2 separate regions of the Mus musculus genome follow, and region 1 is linked to region 2. A link is a contact called in public Hi-C data. All regions are on one chromosome and are shown on one strand. Each heading gives the region's core, a stretch centred on a gene start, on an enhancer-like site or on the middle of the called end of the contact. The rest is flanking DNA. Distances are from core to core; before and after follow the strand shown. Region 1 overlaps Gng7 (guanine nucleotide binding protein (G protein), gamma 7). Region 2 overlaps Dot1l (DOT1-like, histone H3 methyltransferase (S. cerevisiae)).

Evidence for each region. A called contact is a pair of places that touch in the nucleus more often than the background predicts.
Region 1: a Hi-C map of bone marrow-derived macrophages shows a contact between it and region 2, with 34 read pairs. The contact joins two enhancer-like sites. A contact is called at or near these places in 8 of 39 promoter capture datasets (the C10 cell line, the HPC-7 cell line, HPC-7-derived erythroid cells and 5 more), 1 of 15 datasets of contacts at CTCF or cohesin (large pre-B cells), 3 of 484 Hi-C or Micro-C datasets (bone marrow-derived macrophages, cortical neurons and pre-B cells), 4 of 115 datasets of contacts at active chromatin or transcription factors (cardiomyocytes, embryonic stem cells, epiblast stem cells and 1 more) and 3 of 9 other capture datasets (adipose tissue, embryonic stem cells and pancreatic islet).

The regions. Positions count from the first base shown.
Region 1 is chr10:80,993,712-81,000,268 of GRCm38.p6, forward strand. Gng7 (guanine nucleotide binding protein (G protein), gamma 7) reads right to left here. Exons shown (of 4, transcript NM_010319.3): 2 at 4,281-4,333. Among named protein-coding and RNA genes, the nearest start is that of Gng7, 18 kb to the right of the region's middle. Within about 2 kb of position 1,715, at least 23 of the 459 cell types and tissues checked have an H3K27ac peak or open chromatin away from gene starts, as enhancers often do. A contact at or near this core is called in bone marrow-derived macrophages and cortical neurons, where this site is marked.
Region 2 is chr10:80,769,796-80,776,778 of GRCm38.p6, forward strand. It overlaps Dot1l (DOT1-like, histone H3 methyltransferase (S. cerevisiae)), which reads left to right. Exons shown (of 28, transcript NM_199322.2): 5 at 1,343-1,571; 6 at 3,309-3,403; 7 at 3,911-3,973. Among named protein-coding and RNA genes, the nearest start is that of Dot1l, 18 kb to the left of the region's middle. RefSeq lists an enhancer at 4,016-5,204. Within about 2 kb of position 4,211, at least 130 of the 459 cell types and tissues checked have an H3K27ac peak or open chromatin away from gene starts, as enhancers often do. A contact at or near this core is called in bone marrow-derived macrophages and cortical neurons, where this site is marked.

The DNA of each region.
Region 1 (6,557 bases), core at 465-2,964, 220 kb after region 2:
TGGTTGGTGGGGTACTTGTAGCTCAGTTGCCTGGCATTCATGAAGCCCTGGGCTCTGTCCCTAGCATGTGGTGGTACACACGTGTCACAGAGCACTCAGGAGGTGCAGACAGGAGGATCAAGAGCCCCGATGTCGTCATTAGCCACATAAAGAGTATCTGAAGCTTGCCTAGGCTATAGGAAACGGAGTCTCAAACAACACAGACGCTTCTTCTTCCATGGTCAGCGGCACTGTGGATGCTTGGGGCTGGGTCATTCTTGGTCAGGGTCTGTGTCCCTGCAATAGTCTCCACCAATTCTGATGGGCAAAAGGGATAGCTTGTCCTCAGCACAGATGTCCTGGCTTAGGGGTTCCCAGGGACCCTGGAGACTCTGTGCCACCCAACCACCTGCTCCCACTGAGGTCCTGCTCACATGGAAACCCACACACTAAGCCACGAGAGAAAAGAGGGTCAGTCCCCTGTCCCGGTGACATATTCTACTCCAGTAAATGTTTAAGTGTCCCAGCCGGGCAGTGGTGGTGCACGCCTTTAATCCCAGCACTTGGGAGGCAGAGGCAGGCGGATTTCTGAGTTCGAGGCCAGCCTGGTCTACAAAGTGAGTTCCAGGACAGCCAGGTCTACACAGAGAAACCCTGTCTCAAAAAGTAAAAAAAAAACAAAAAAAAAACCAACAACAAACAAACAAAAACAAACAAACAAAAAAAAGCATCAGTGTCCCCAGGTGCTGGAGACACTACTCAAAGTTGTCCTCTGTAGGGTGTCCTTGACCCTACAGAACACAACAGCTTCTACAGTCTCCACCCCCATGCCAGAAGCACTCCCAGAGTGACAGCTGCACATGTCCCTAGATGTCACCTAGGATCCCCTGAAGCGTGGGGTAGGATCACACTAACACATCTTGTTTCTCAGAGTAAATGTCACACTCGAAGTCCTCAATGCTCTGAGAAGTTTCTGGACTTCTGAGCTGCAGACTGTGCAAGGAGAAGCCTCTAGGTCACATCAGGGGACACTCCTGCTGAGACACAATGTGAACACACTGTGACAAAGCACTGGGCATGTTTGGTGTTCTGGCAGCTGCTATGACCTTGTGAGCCAAGCACCACAGACCTGTATCTCTGTGGTGTGTTCCCAGGACAGCCTGTCCACAGAGGCCCAATAACAGCACAATTTTAACACACCTGGAACAGACCCGGAGGGTGAGCAGCCAAGGGCGTGTGTGTGTGTGTGGAAGCCAGAGATTGAGCCACCTGCACAAGGGCGGTTCCTGACAAAAGGCACCAGTCATGTTCCCAGCAAAAATGTCCCCAAATTGCAAGAAAAATGGGAACTTGAAGAAACACCTTGTACTGGGGCTGCTCCGGGGCTCCGAGCTCACGTGGATCCCCCGAGCGTCAAGGTTTTATGGAGAAGGGTTCCCGAGCGGCTCTGTGGCCATGCTATTTTCTCCTGACATCCCTGGGTCTGCAGGGTGCTGAGCTGACTGTGTCCGCTGACTTTGTGACAGGAGCTTCCCACCCACATCCTGCCACATGTTCTCGAGCTTCGTTTTGTCCATGGGGTTGGGGGGCATGGAGTGGTGATTGTCACCCCAGGATCGTGGACGGCGGAGTCAGCCTCCACTTTTCCTTTTCCAAGCTTTGTATGAGATACACAACCCATTGACGCCTCCCCTGTGTGCTGCGGTGCAGAAACGCACGGATCTCTCCTGCCCCCTAGTGGTCACACGTGGTAACAGCAGACATTGTTTGCTATCCCGGCCAAACTTGCACAAAATGATGAGGGAGATGGCTCAGCAATAAATACACTGGTCATCAAGCCAGAAGACCTGAGTTCGACTCCCCATCGGGAAAGGAGAGGCCAGGCTCCTACAAATTGTCCCGTAAATTTCCATACATGCTTCAGGACATGCGCACGTGCCCACATAAATACATGTAGTAATTTTTTAAAGTGCCGACACTGGAATGAACTAACAGCTCAGTGGTTAGAGCACCAGCTACTCTCACAGTGTATCTTGGTTAGTTCCCAGTAACCACATGACAGCTCACAAACACCCATAAATCCAGTTCCAGGGGACCAGGCACCCTTACTCAGACACAAATGTAGGCAAAACAGCAATGCACATAAAATTAAAATAAAAAAATTAAAGATCCTGGGTGTGGTTGTGCACACCTTAATCCCAGCACTCAGGAGGCAGAAGCAGGAAGATCTCTGAATTGAGAGACCAGCCTTGACTATAGAGCAAGTTCCAGGACAGCCAGGACTACATAGAAACCCTGTCTCAAAAAAATCAAAAAGGCCAGGCAAAGGTGGTGCACGCCTTTAATCCCAGCACTTGGGAGGCAGAGGCAGGCAGATTTCTGAGTTCGAGGCCAGGCTGGTCTACAGAGTGAGTTCCAGGACAGCCAGGGCTACACAGAGAAACCCTGTCTTGAAAAACAAACTCAAAATACCAAACCAAAACAAAACAAAAAAAGACAAAGAAAGAATAAAAAATTCAGGAGTTATCTTTCAGCCCACTCTGTGTGGAGCTCCTGAAAGAAAGACTGCTTCTTCTGCAACAGAAAAGTCTTCATATCAGGAGCTCCTTGGTAGGTCCCCAAGGTCAGGGACTCAGCCCTGGAGGCTTCTCTGTGGGGCACACTGAACCCTAAGTGACACCCACAGCCTCATGTCCGCCCCACATCGGGGCTTCTCCATCATGCCTGCCACGATGTGCCCTGATGTCACACGGGGTACCCTGACAATATAAAAGCCAAATTTAATGTTTTGTTTTTTGAGATAAGAGCTCACTGGGTAGGCCAGGCTAGCCTCAAACTCACAGAAATCCTCCTGCCTCTGCCTCCCAGGTGCTGGGACTAAAGGCATGCGCCACCATGCTGAGCTGACCTTTTAAATTTTCCTTTATTTTTTAGAGAGAAAGGTGGCCCAGGTTGGTCTCAGATTCCAATTCACTTTGAAGCTGCGGATGACCTTGAACTCCAGATCCTCCTGCTTCCACTTCCGGGTGTTGGGAGACAAGAGCGCGTGACTGCACCCAATCCCAAGCCCTTGTGTGGTTATGTTCTGGTGGGGTGAGTCGCACAATCAAGTAGTGCAGACGTGGCTTCTAATATACTCTTAACATTTGGACAGACATACAGACGAAAGTATTCTTATACTTTTTTATATCTTCAATGAAATGTGTGTCCCTACATATGTGTGCAGTATCCGAAGCACCCAGAAGGGGTCGTCCTGTTTCCTCCGGAGCTGGAGTCATAGAGTTGGGAGCCCATGTGTGGGTGCTGGGACTTGAACCTGGGCTCTCTATGGGAACAGCTAGTGCTGTAGCCACTGAGCCATTTCTTATGCCCCATGGTGGGCATTTGTTCAATTCCAACACTCAAGGGTCTACCAGAGAGAATTTGTGGCCACAATCAAGGAAGGCTGTGCTGGCACAGGCCCTAGCATTCAAGAGGCAGAGGCAAGAGGGTTTCTGCAAGTTCCAGGCCAGCCTGGACTACATAATGAGACACTTTCTCAAAACAAAACATTAACAGCCCAGGCCTGGCCTCAGTCTGTTGCCAGGTGATCTTCCAACACGACACACTGCCCTCCCTTCTGAACTGAGAGTCCAAACAAATTTTTTCTTTATAATGGCTCCAGCCTTAGGCAGTTTGTAACAGTCACAGGAATCAATTAAGACGATGCAGCTCATACTCGATCCTGAGCCTCAGCAAACCTTTTCCCTTCTAAAGCAGCTGCAGCCTTGGGCACTTTGACACAGGCACAGAAACAGACTAACCTCGCAAGTTTTCAACAGGACTGGTAGTCAAAACGAAACCTTTTCTCCTCAAAGTATCAATCTTGCAGGTTTCCTCACACACCCAGAAAACAAAGCCAAATCTCAAAGGCACATCACGACTGAACACATCCAGCTTTTAGGTCTAAGGAGCCTCAACCCATGAGTTCAGAATATGGGGTGCAGGGAACATGGGATGTGGGAAACGGGGTGCCAAAATAGGTGTGGGAAACGGGATGCGGGCCCAAAGCATCTTGGGGTGGAACCAAGACAGCTAAGAGACTGACTGCATGGCTGTAACCTTTGCACCCTGACCCTGTCTGAGGTCGAGATCACCCCACACAGCACCATGGCCTCCCTCAGAACATCCACGCCGTGTTGCCAGGCATCGAGACCCCATCCTGCATGATCTCTGCATGATCCTGGACAGCCCAACGCCCCCACAGCCACCTTGACGCCCCTCTCCCACCCAGTCTTCAATGCCGCGAGCACAGCACCTACCTGCACCGTCCCACCGTCCCAGCACTGAGGTTCCAATAGAAAGGCTTCACACCCTGAAAAGAGAAACACTGTCCATTAATTAGGCACCGCAGGGTGCCAGGCTAGTGTCTGGGTCTCTGGATGGGAGGTCACGTCTGGCTCAGGCAGCGACAGGAACCCTCAACCAGCTGCTCCTGAGGCCCCGACAAACTGTGGGCTTCGGTTCCCGTGTGGGCGGCTTGCTGGGAACAGCAATTTGCTAAAAGGATGAGGCGGAATTCATAATTAATCTCCCGCGCATTTGAAAGGGAAATCGCGGGTGGGAGTGGGTGAGTATGAGACATTTGTCTGCAGAACTGGAGAGAGGATCAGGGGAATAGAGGCAGGGGACTGTCCATCTTGGGGCTGCCGAGTCAGAAGGCTTGGCACTTGGCTCAGGTTCACAGTGCGCCTCTCCTGCCACTCTTGCGGGACACGCGGGAAGATCCCCAGCCATAGGCACGCTCAGCACTCACAGACTCTTTGAGGATTTGAACCAGGTCATTTCTACAAAGCACTTTGTATACATTGTATACAGTGGGAGCAAAATAAATGCTGCACTTGCCCAACATGATTCATAGGGAAAGACGCTTATGGGTTTATTTCTCCAAACCCCTGTATCCCCAACACTATTTTCCTGTTTGTTTTTTGTACATTCATCTGTCCATCTGTCTATCTATCGGTCCATCGAGAGGGGTGGTGATTCTGACATTCAAACTCATGACCTCAGGCTTGACAGCAAGACGTTTTCATCTGTTGAGCCCTTTAGCCAGCCCTTATTTTATTTTATTTTTATTTTATTGAGACAAGATTTCACTACGGAGCTCTGACTAACAATCCTCCTGCCTGGGCTATGCACCTGCACTTTTTTTTTTTTTTTTTTTTTTGCCTCGCTATGCTATGCTGCTTGTGTGGCGCTGGGGCTACCCCGGGCCTGGTGCATTCTGGGATAGTGCTCCACCCAAACACCACCTTTCCTGAGTTTTTGCATGGTGTCACAGGCAGCTGTGATCCAGGCTACTGCCTGCAGGTGGCAGCGTCGCTGAAGGAAACGGCCGGAACCTTCGGGCTCCGAGGCTAGCCCAGTGATGAAAAGCCAGAGCTGGAGCAACAAGCCCCCTGAGTTTTTAGAGGTCCAGATTCCGTGAGATAAAGTGGATTTCGATGGTAGCATCTATAAAATAACACTACGGAAGGGCCCTGGGTGCCTGCCATCCAGCTGTCCCGCAATCACACTTCAGGAAACTGAGTTTCACACATGCTCAGACACAAACTGGACAGCGTCATCTAGGAGGAATTGGGGTGCATGCTGTGTGGACAGGGAGTTTATCTCAGAAGCTGGGGTCTTGTAAACACGGGGTGTGCGCTGGTGCCTATGCTGAGCAGAAAAAAAATTCCTAAATAATTAACTCGGGGTCCCCCCTAGGCGCCCTGTCCTTGGCCTGGCTCTATGTGGGGCGAGGAGCAGCGTTCACTCTGCCAAGAACGCCCGCGTGCAGGTCGAGGCGTCGCAGAGCTGCCCTGGTGCCCTGGATCCCTTGGCTCCAGCCTCTTCTAGAACCTTCGGGGGGGGGCGTCTCCCTTGCCCATGCTTATTCTCATCAGTCTCAGAGGACTCCAGGTCTCCTTGGCCTCCCTGAGAATGACACCGGACTGACAACCCTCCTTGTTCCCGAGGCTCTGACTCGTGACCCCTTCCTGCTCTTGTCTGCAGTGGGCAGGAGAGTATCGTTTTGGCGAATGAGGGCTGCTGGAGGGAGCATGAGACCCCGCAGCTACACTAAGACACTCCCCTCAGCCCCCCATCCTCCAGGATCATCCCCAGGGTGGACACCGTGGCCGCAGCATCCAGGACTTCCACCCACTCCTCGCCTAGGGTAACAGCCACGCGTGTCCCCGACATCACCCGGGGTCCCGTCGTGGACAATGAGCAGGCACAGTCATGAGGAGGTGACCATGAGAAAACGTCTTACAAACACGTGCTCACGCACAGCCATGCCCATATATTGGCCAAGTGTATGCAGCGCCCTCAAAGTCCAGAAGGGGGCATCAGAGCCCCGGGGAATGACGTCACACACGTCAGGGCTCCTTGTGGGAGCCAGTGACTAAACTCCAGTTCAGAAGCAAGAACATGTGCTTTTAGAACACTGCGCATTGCCACCAGTCCCAGTCAGACCCATTAAAAAAAAATAAGTACATTGTTAGCTGATTTAAGTCCCAACAGCCGTGGCCCCAAATTTCATCTTCCCATCAACTGAC
Region 2 (6,983 bases), core at 2,961-5,460:
GCCTTGCCACCTTACTGTAGGATACACCAGCTAAACCAGCTGTACTATGGTTCCTGAAGCAGGAAGTTTGAGGCCTGTTTGATACTGTCTGTCACATTTGTGGCTGGCAGTGTCCATGTTCACAAGCCCAGGGGGCAGAGCCCTTCTTCCCTAAGGCAAACTATCTTAGTTAGGGCTTCATTGCTGTCTCCTTACTAAGACACCATGGTTTTATAAGGACTGCATTTAACTGGGGCTGGCTTACAGGTTCAGAGGTTCAGTCCATTGTCATCAAGGCAGGAAGCATGTCAGCGTCAAGGTAGGCATGTTGCAGGAGGAGCTGAGAGTTCTACATCTTCATCCAAAGGAAGCCAGGAACGGACAGTCTTCAGGCAGCTAGGAGGAGAATTGTTTGTTTGTTTGTTTGTTTTTGGAGACAGGGTTTCTCTTTGTAGCGCTGGCTGTCCTGGAACTCACTCTGTAGACCAGACGGGCCTCAAACTCAGAAATCCAATGCCTCCCAAGTGCCGGCATTAAAGGCGTGCGCTACCACTGGAGGAGGGTCTTAAAGCTCACCCTCACAGTCACATACTACCTCTGACCAGGCCATACCTGCTTATATTGCCACTCCGTGGGCCAAGCAAATTCAGACCACAGGAACCCTCCTTTGATTTGGTGGATCAGGTCAGATAAGAGCACTTGCAGGGCCAGCCTGAGGGTGTGGTCAGGAGCTGAGTTTTTCACTGCTTTCATTTTCCTGTGACTTAAAGACTCTCTTAATGCTGGGGGGGTCTGAGGTACACACTGGGAGAGGGCATATCTGCTAAGGAGCCTTCAGCCAGGTGCGACTTCTGGAACCTAGGGGCAGGCTTAGGCCAGGAAACTTAAAAGGTCCAGTCAGAAATAGACCTTTATGGTGAGTTGTCAGAGCCAAGTGCCAGGAGTGATATGTAGGGAACTGGCTCTGTGCATTGCTGTGAGTCGTTTTCTGTTTGTGGTCTTTGGGATAAACTCAGTAAGCATGCTCTTCATCACTGAGGCACACCTTTTGTGTGTGTTTGTTTGGTTTTTCGAGACATTGTTTTTCGGTGTAGCCCTGGCTATCCTGGAACTCAAGCTATAGACAGGCTGGCTTCAATTCAGAGATCCATCTGCCTCTGCCTCCCAAATGCTGAATTAAAGGTGTGTGACACTAGTGCCTGGCAACCTTTTGGGTTTTTAATTCAGAATCTTAGCATGGAGTTCAGGCTGGCCTTGAACTGACAGTGTTCCTCCTGCCCCAGCCTCCCCAGTTTTGGATGCCAGACAGGTGTGCTGTTAGCTGCTGTTGAGTATAATGGGTTATGTCTACTCTTGTCCCCAGTGGAAGGGCACTACACAGCCCATGAAGCTGAATACTCGGCCGTCCAATGGACTTCTGCGGCACATCCTGCAGCAGGTATATAACCACTCTGTCACTGACCCGGAGAAGCTTAACAACTACGAGCCCTTCTCCCCTGAGGTGTATGGGGAGACCTCCTTTGACCTGGTGGCCCAGATGATTGATGAGATCAAGATGACAGAGGATGACCTGTTTGTCGACCTGGGCAGTGGTGAGTGTCTTGCAGCATGGTCTTTGAGCCGACCTTGAGTCCCAAAAAAAGTCAAGGCTGCCCATGAGTCCCAAAAGGGTCTTTTCACAGAGGACACTGGCTGAGCGAGGCTCCTGCTGCCACCTCCCTGCTCAGCCTTCTCCCAGAGCCCTCTGCCCTGGGCCTCCTTTCACCCTTGCTCCAGCTTTTGACCTAGTGGCTCTTGGGTTGTGGCTGCTTAACCAGAATCGTATTCCTGAGGTGTCTGGTCATGGCTCTGTGCTACTATACACTTGGTTCAGACACTGACACATGCACACAGACAGACAGTCACATATACAGACAGCAGTGTTGCTGGACTGCCTGCATGGTTGTGGTTCACTCGACTGACACTTTTCTTGGGGCATGTCTTAGGGTTTATTGCTTCCATGAAATCCCATGACCAAAAGCAAGCTGGGAAGGAATGGGTTTCTTGGCTTACACTTCCAAATCAGAGTACTGAAGGAAGTCAGGACAGGAACCCAAATGGGGCAGGAACCTGGAGGCAGCTCCTGCAGCTGATTGATGTGGAGGTCATGGAGGGTATTACTTACTGGCTTGCTCCCTATGGCATTCTCAGTCAGCTTTCTGTCTTTATGCCTTCCTTCCTCCCTTCCCTCCCTCCCTCTCTTGGTTTATCAGGATAGGTTTTTTTTCTGGGTAGCCTTGGCTGTCCTGAAACCCTGTTTGTAGACCAGGCTGGCTTCAAACTCACAGAGATCCACCTGCCTTGGCCTCTGAGTGCTGGGACTAAAGATGTGCACCACCACACTCAGCCTGCAGCCTATAGAACCCAGGACCACCACAATGTTCTGGGTCCTTCCCTATCAGTCACTAATTAAGACACAGACAGATCTTATGGAGGCATTTTCTGAATTGAGGTTCCTTCTTTCCAGATAACTGTAGCTTGTGTCAAGTTGACATAAAACTGTCAAGTACAGGCCATCTCTCCTGTGCCTGATGGAGCAGGATGTGGAGGCTGGAAAAGACATAGTTGTTGTCTCCAGCTCTTTTAAAAGCTGCTAATCCAGCTGCGAGGGTTGAGCCTCCTGGGTCCCTAACTTTTGAGAGTCTATCCTGAGGCACTGTGACTTAGAGGCTCACTCGACTGACACTGTGTAGGGGATGCCTTCCAGCCAGGCCCTGCATCTCCTATGATACTTGTGTGTCAGATGTGGCTTTTCTAGCCTGTGGGTTCTAGCAGCATGCTATTTATTACTGAAAACATTGTGCCCAGGACAGTCAGGTGGCCCGTGCCTGAAATGTGGAATTGGTCTGTAAGCAGGAGTGGTGGGGGGGTGTGGTGGTGTTCAGCCTTCTCAGAGCCTCGACCCTTGACCTAGCTTCTCTGCTTGGGGCCAACAGGTGCCAGTCACCAACTCTTGCAGCCTCTGGGGTTTCCCATCCCTGAGCAGACATGTTAGGTCAGGGTACCTGCTGACCTCAGTAGTTACAGCTGTCCAGGAGATGACTCAGGTGAAGAAGGGTCTTTCTGAGGGCCATCTCCATGTGGGAACAGCCAGGCCCTGCCAAACTGCTGAGGGTTACAGTTTCACACATAGCACTGTGGGTCCTAGAGTGGCACAGGCATCCTCTGGTGAGAGGTCTGTGCCTTTGAATGGCTTTCTTTCTGACACCAAGGGACATTGTCATGTGGCTGAGGCCACTGGGTCTCTGTGGAGGTCACACAGACTCTGACGTATGTCTCTCTGGCTGAAGGTGTGGGGCAGGTTGTCCTTCAGGTTGCTGCGGCCACCAACTGCAAACATCACTACGGAGTGGAGAAAGCGGACATCCCAGCCAAGTACGCAGAGGTGAGCAGTCACATGTGCTTGCTGCTTAGGGCTTCTCTGTCTGGGCACATCTTCCAGGCCAAGAGCGTCTGTGTTTGTGATACCCAGTATTTCTAAGAGTACCTGTGTGTTCCTGGTGGCCTCTGCAGCATGAGCACACCGTGTAGTCCTGGTGGGAATGGCTGCCTCCTCAGGAGAGAGGATGAGCTCCTATGAATTGTTAGGGCACATTCCTGTGGATGTGTTCCCCACCCCCAGCCCCTGTTCCACCCAGGATGGGGTTCAGCCTTGCTGGGGCTGGAGAGGATGATCTTGGGGCTCTGTTGAAGGGTTGGGAACCTTGTGACTCTACCATGGCCTCTGATTGCACACCCCCCAACTTCCCTTCCTTCTCCGTGTGCACCACAGCAGGGTCGCTGTAGATAGGTACCATTATCTTGTTCAGTGTCATCTTGCAGAGCCTGTGGACCTTCCACTGCCTTGGCCTCCCTGAGTTTGTAACAGATTGTATGCCTTTTTTCCCCTCAGACCATGGACCGAGAGTTCAGGAAGTGGATGAAATGGTATGGAAAAAAGCATGCAGAATACACAGTGAGTGCCATCGCTCCATGCCCTCGGCCTCTGTCCCAGCCCAGCCCCTTCCCTTTCTCTCTCAACCACTGTCAGTTTTGCCCAGTGACCGTATATGGTCTTCTGTGGCCATGGCCCTCTGTGACAGCAAGTGCAGTCTTTGGAGCAGGCTGTAGAGCCTTAACGGAGTCCTGTTCTTCCCTGCTTTCCCGGCCTGGGCACCCATCCTTAGCACATGCTGACCTTGGACCTTGGTGGCAGATGCTTAGCTTGGTAGAGCCAAAACCCACAAACTGGGCAGACACACTTCTGCTGAGCTGTACCCCAGTGTAGCCTGTGGCATTAAGGGTGTAAGAGTTAAGACCATTGGGATGCAGAGATCTGGCTAGGCCATCTTGTGGGCCAGCTGGGAGGGGCAACCTGCAGTGACTTTCTGTGCCTTCCTCATGCACTTTAACGGTGATGACGTCTTGTGCTTTTGCTGGGGGCCTGTTAGCTCCACAACCACAGAGGAATTGTTGGTCATTGCCACAGCTTTCAGGAAGACCCTGCCAGTCCTGAGTGGCTTCCTGGTCACTTTTTCCTCCTCAGCTTGTCATTGTTAAATGACCTGGCCCATGTGGTTGAAGTCCACAATGTGGCTGGCAGCTGTTAGTCATGTTGGCTGTTGGTTCCTCATGGGCCTCAGGCTTATGGCTGGGAGAAGGACTAAGGGAAAGAATGGTTCTTGAGGCCTTGGTGACTGTAACACACACACTGGCAGCAGAAATAGAGAGTGACTGTGGGCCTCTGCTTGTGTCCACTCTGGCTTCCTATGGTACCTTTAGTGACTGCCAGCCTTTTCCAGAAGGCTGTGTAGGCGCCTGCCTGACCTGTCAGCACCTGCCTGGCCTGCACAGTGCTACGGCTTTGATGCTGTGTCTGCTTGGCAAGCTGTGAGCCCTGCCTTCTGCTAATCAGAAGCAGGCAGGAGAAAAACCAGGGGAGCCTAAAAATAGCCCAGAACTGCCTCATGCCAGAGATACTGCCACCCACCATGCAAGCCTTACTGTGCTTCAGCCTGCTTCTCTGCTCAGCTACTCCCTCTAGTGGCTGAATGGAGCCTGGCTCTTTCCCAGCCCACACCAGCTTCCAGGCTCCTTTTGGGGCTCCTCTCTCCCATCCTCCAAGTGCCCTAATCCAGTTTGGGACAGACATTGGGCCATACTCATCTCTGCTGACTGTACCTCTTCACATTCTTGGGCTTGGTGATGTCAGGTGACTTCCTATCACCCTTGAAGCCACAGTTGTACAGTATGTGATTAGTTCCTCTCAGAGTTGCCTCTGGGTTGTGACTACTGACCCTGGAGGATAGTGGAGTAGCCCGTGACTCCTGGGATGCTGGCCTTAGCTTGCCTAGGCATCCCCATCATAGGAGTTGGGTGTGCCAAAGTGTCCCATGGGGCAAAGTGTCCTGCTGAGGCATTCCCGTAGGGAGTGTGCCTGGGACTGTATCTGGATCTTAGCACCTCCCTTCTTGTGTGCTCCCGGCTGAGTGGATGGGTTCTTGGAGTTGCTGAATCTGTGTCCGGCATGGTGACTTGGGTCTCATTCACTGTAACCTTTTCTGGCCTTTCCCAGGCTTCTGTGGGGCTCATGTCATTCTTCTCCACTCATTTCAGAGATGCTGACTTGCTGCATGCTCCCCCCACCCCCACTTGCCTTTTCTGTGCTGGTGGCTATGTGTATGATACTTCCTTGGGAAACATGTTTTCCAGATAGGGAACCAAGTGACCAGCTTGGTGAACTCTTTAAGTTTTTTGGGGGTTACTTACAGGAGTGTGGGTGAGGGTTTACTTAGAGGAACAGAAATGACAGCTGCATCATCAAGGCTCTTCCCAGCATGGGTGACAGTCTGAAAGCTGGGAACCTGGAGTGTACTGCACAGCCTCCAGGCAGTGTGAGGCTGGAGAGTGTATTTTCCAGGTGGCTCAGGTCTGAGCCTCTCCCTGGTAGCTCAGCAGCTTGGCTGGTGTGACAGTGTCTCTTAGTGACCCTTCTTGCTTTATATGAAGGAGGGGAGGCCTAGTGCCTGTGCTTTGTTTCAAGGATTTCTTGACTAGAGAGGCTTCCCTGCAGGACAGTTTGTGTCCCTGGCCAGATGGCCGGAATTTGAGAGTTCCTGGCCACAGATTAGCTGTCTTCCTTGCCTGGCTTGCCAGGACAGCACTGGGCTCTGCAGGGGGAGGAATTCTGGTTCCACACTTGACACGGCTGCAGGGTGAGGACCGTTCTGGACAGTGGGCTCCAGAGGCTATAGCAGGCACACATCAGATTCCTGGAGTGGAGTCAGCCCACTGTCATTCCTATAGCTGCAGGGCCAGGACCCAGCCGTCAGCCACAGGCAAGGCCCACAGAGGAGCCAGGGAGACCATCAGGGCATGTAGAACTCTCCCTAGAAATCTCAAAGCACACTGGTAGGGTGTTCTTATCCAGAAATTCTGAAACACAAGACCCAAGGTGTAAGTGGACACACAGCAGTGTCCATCAGCTCAGGCTGTGCTGTAAAAATGGGGCAGGGCCTTGGTTTCTGACTCCAGTGGTTTAGATTAGAAGCCTCCACCTGTTGGGAAGTTGGAGTCCCAGAGAACAGATCCCCTAGGGCCCAGAGATTGCCCTGAATTTGGGGGACTTGACTTAAGCCCCCTTCCCTAGGTCTTGAATATTCTATACAACAGAGCAAAGAAGATTCCGAAGGTCATTGAGGGGTGAAGAAGTGGGCTGGGCCGGGACTGTGCTCAGAGGCTGTGCAGCTATCCCCGGGCAGGTTCAGCCTTGTCCTAGCAGGGTGGGAAGTGGCTCTGAACCTGTAGCTCTGTGAGTAGTACCCCATCACTCCACAGCACGTGGGGTGCCCATTGTGGGCTGCTGCCATGACTCATGCATGGTTAACATTCCTGTCTCCCCTCAAATCCTGATACTCATAAATCTACTTGTGGTCAGTAGATTTGCCTGTCATGGTATCCCAAACTGTCCTGTAGTGAGTGCATCA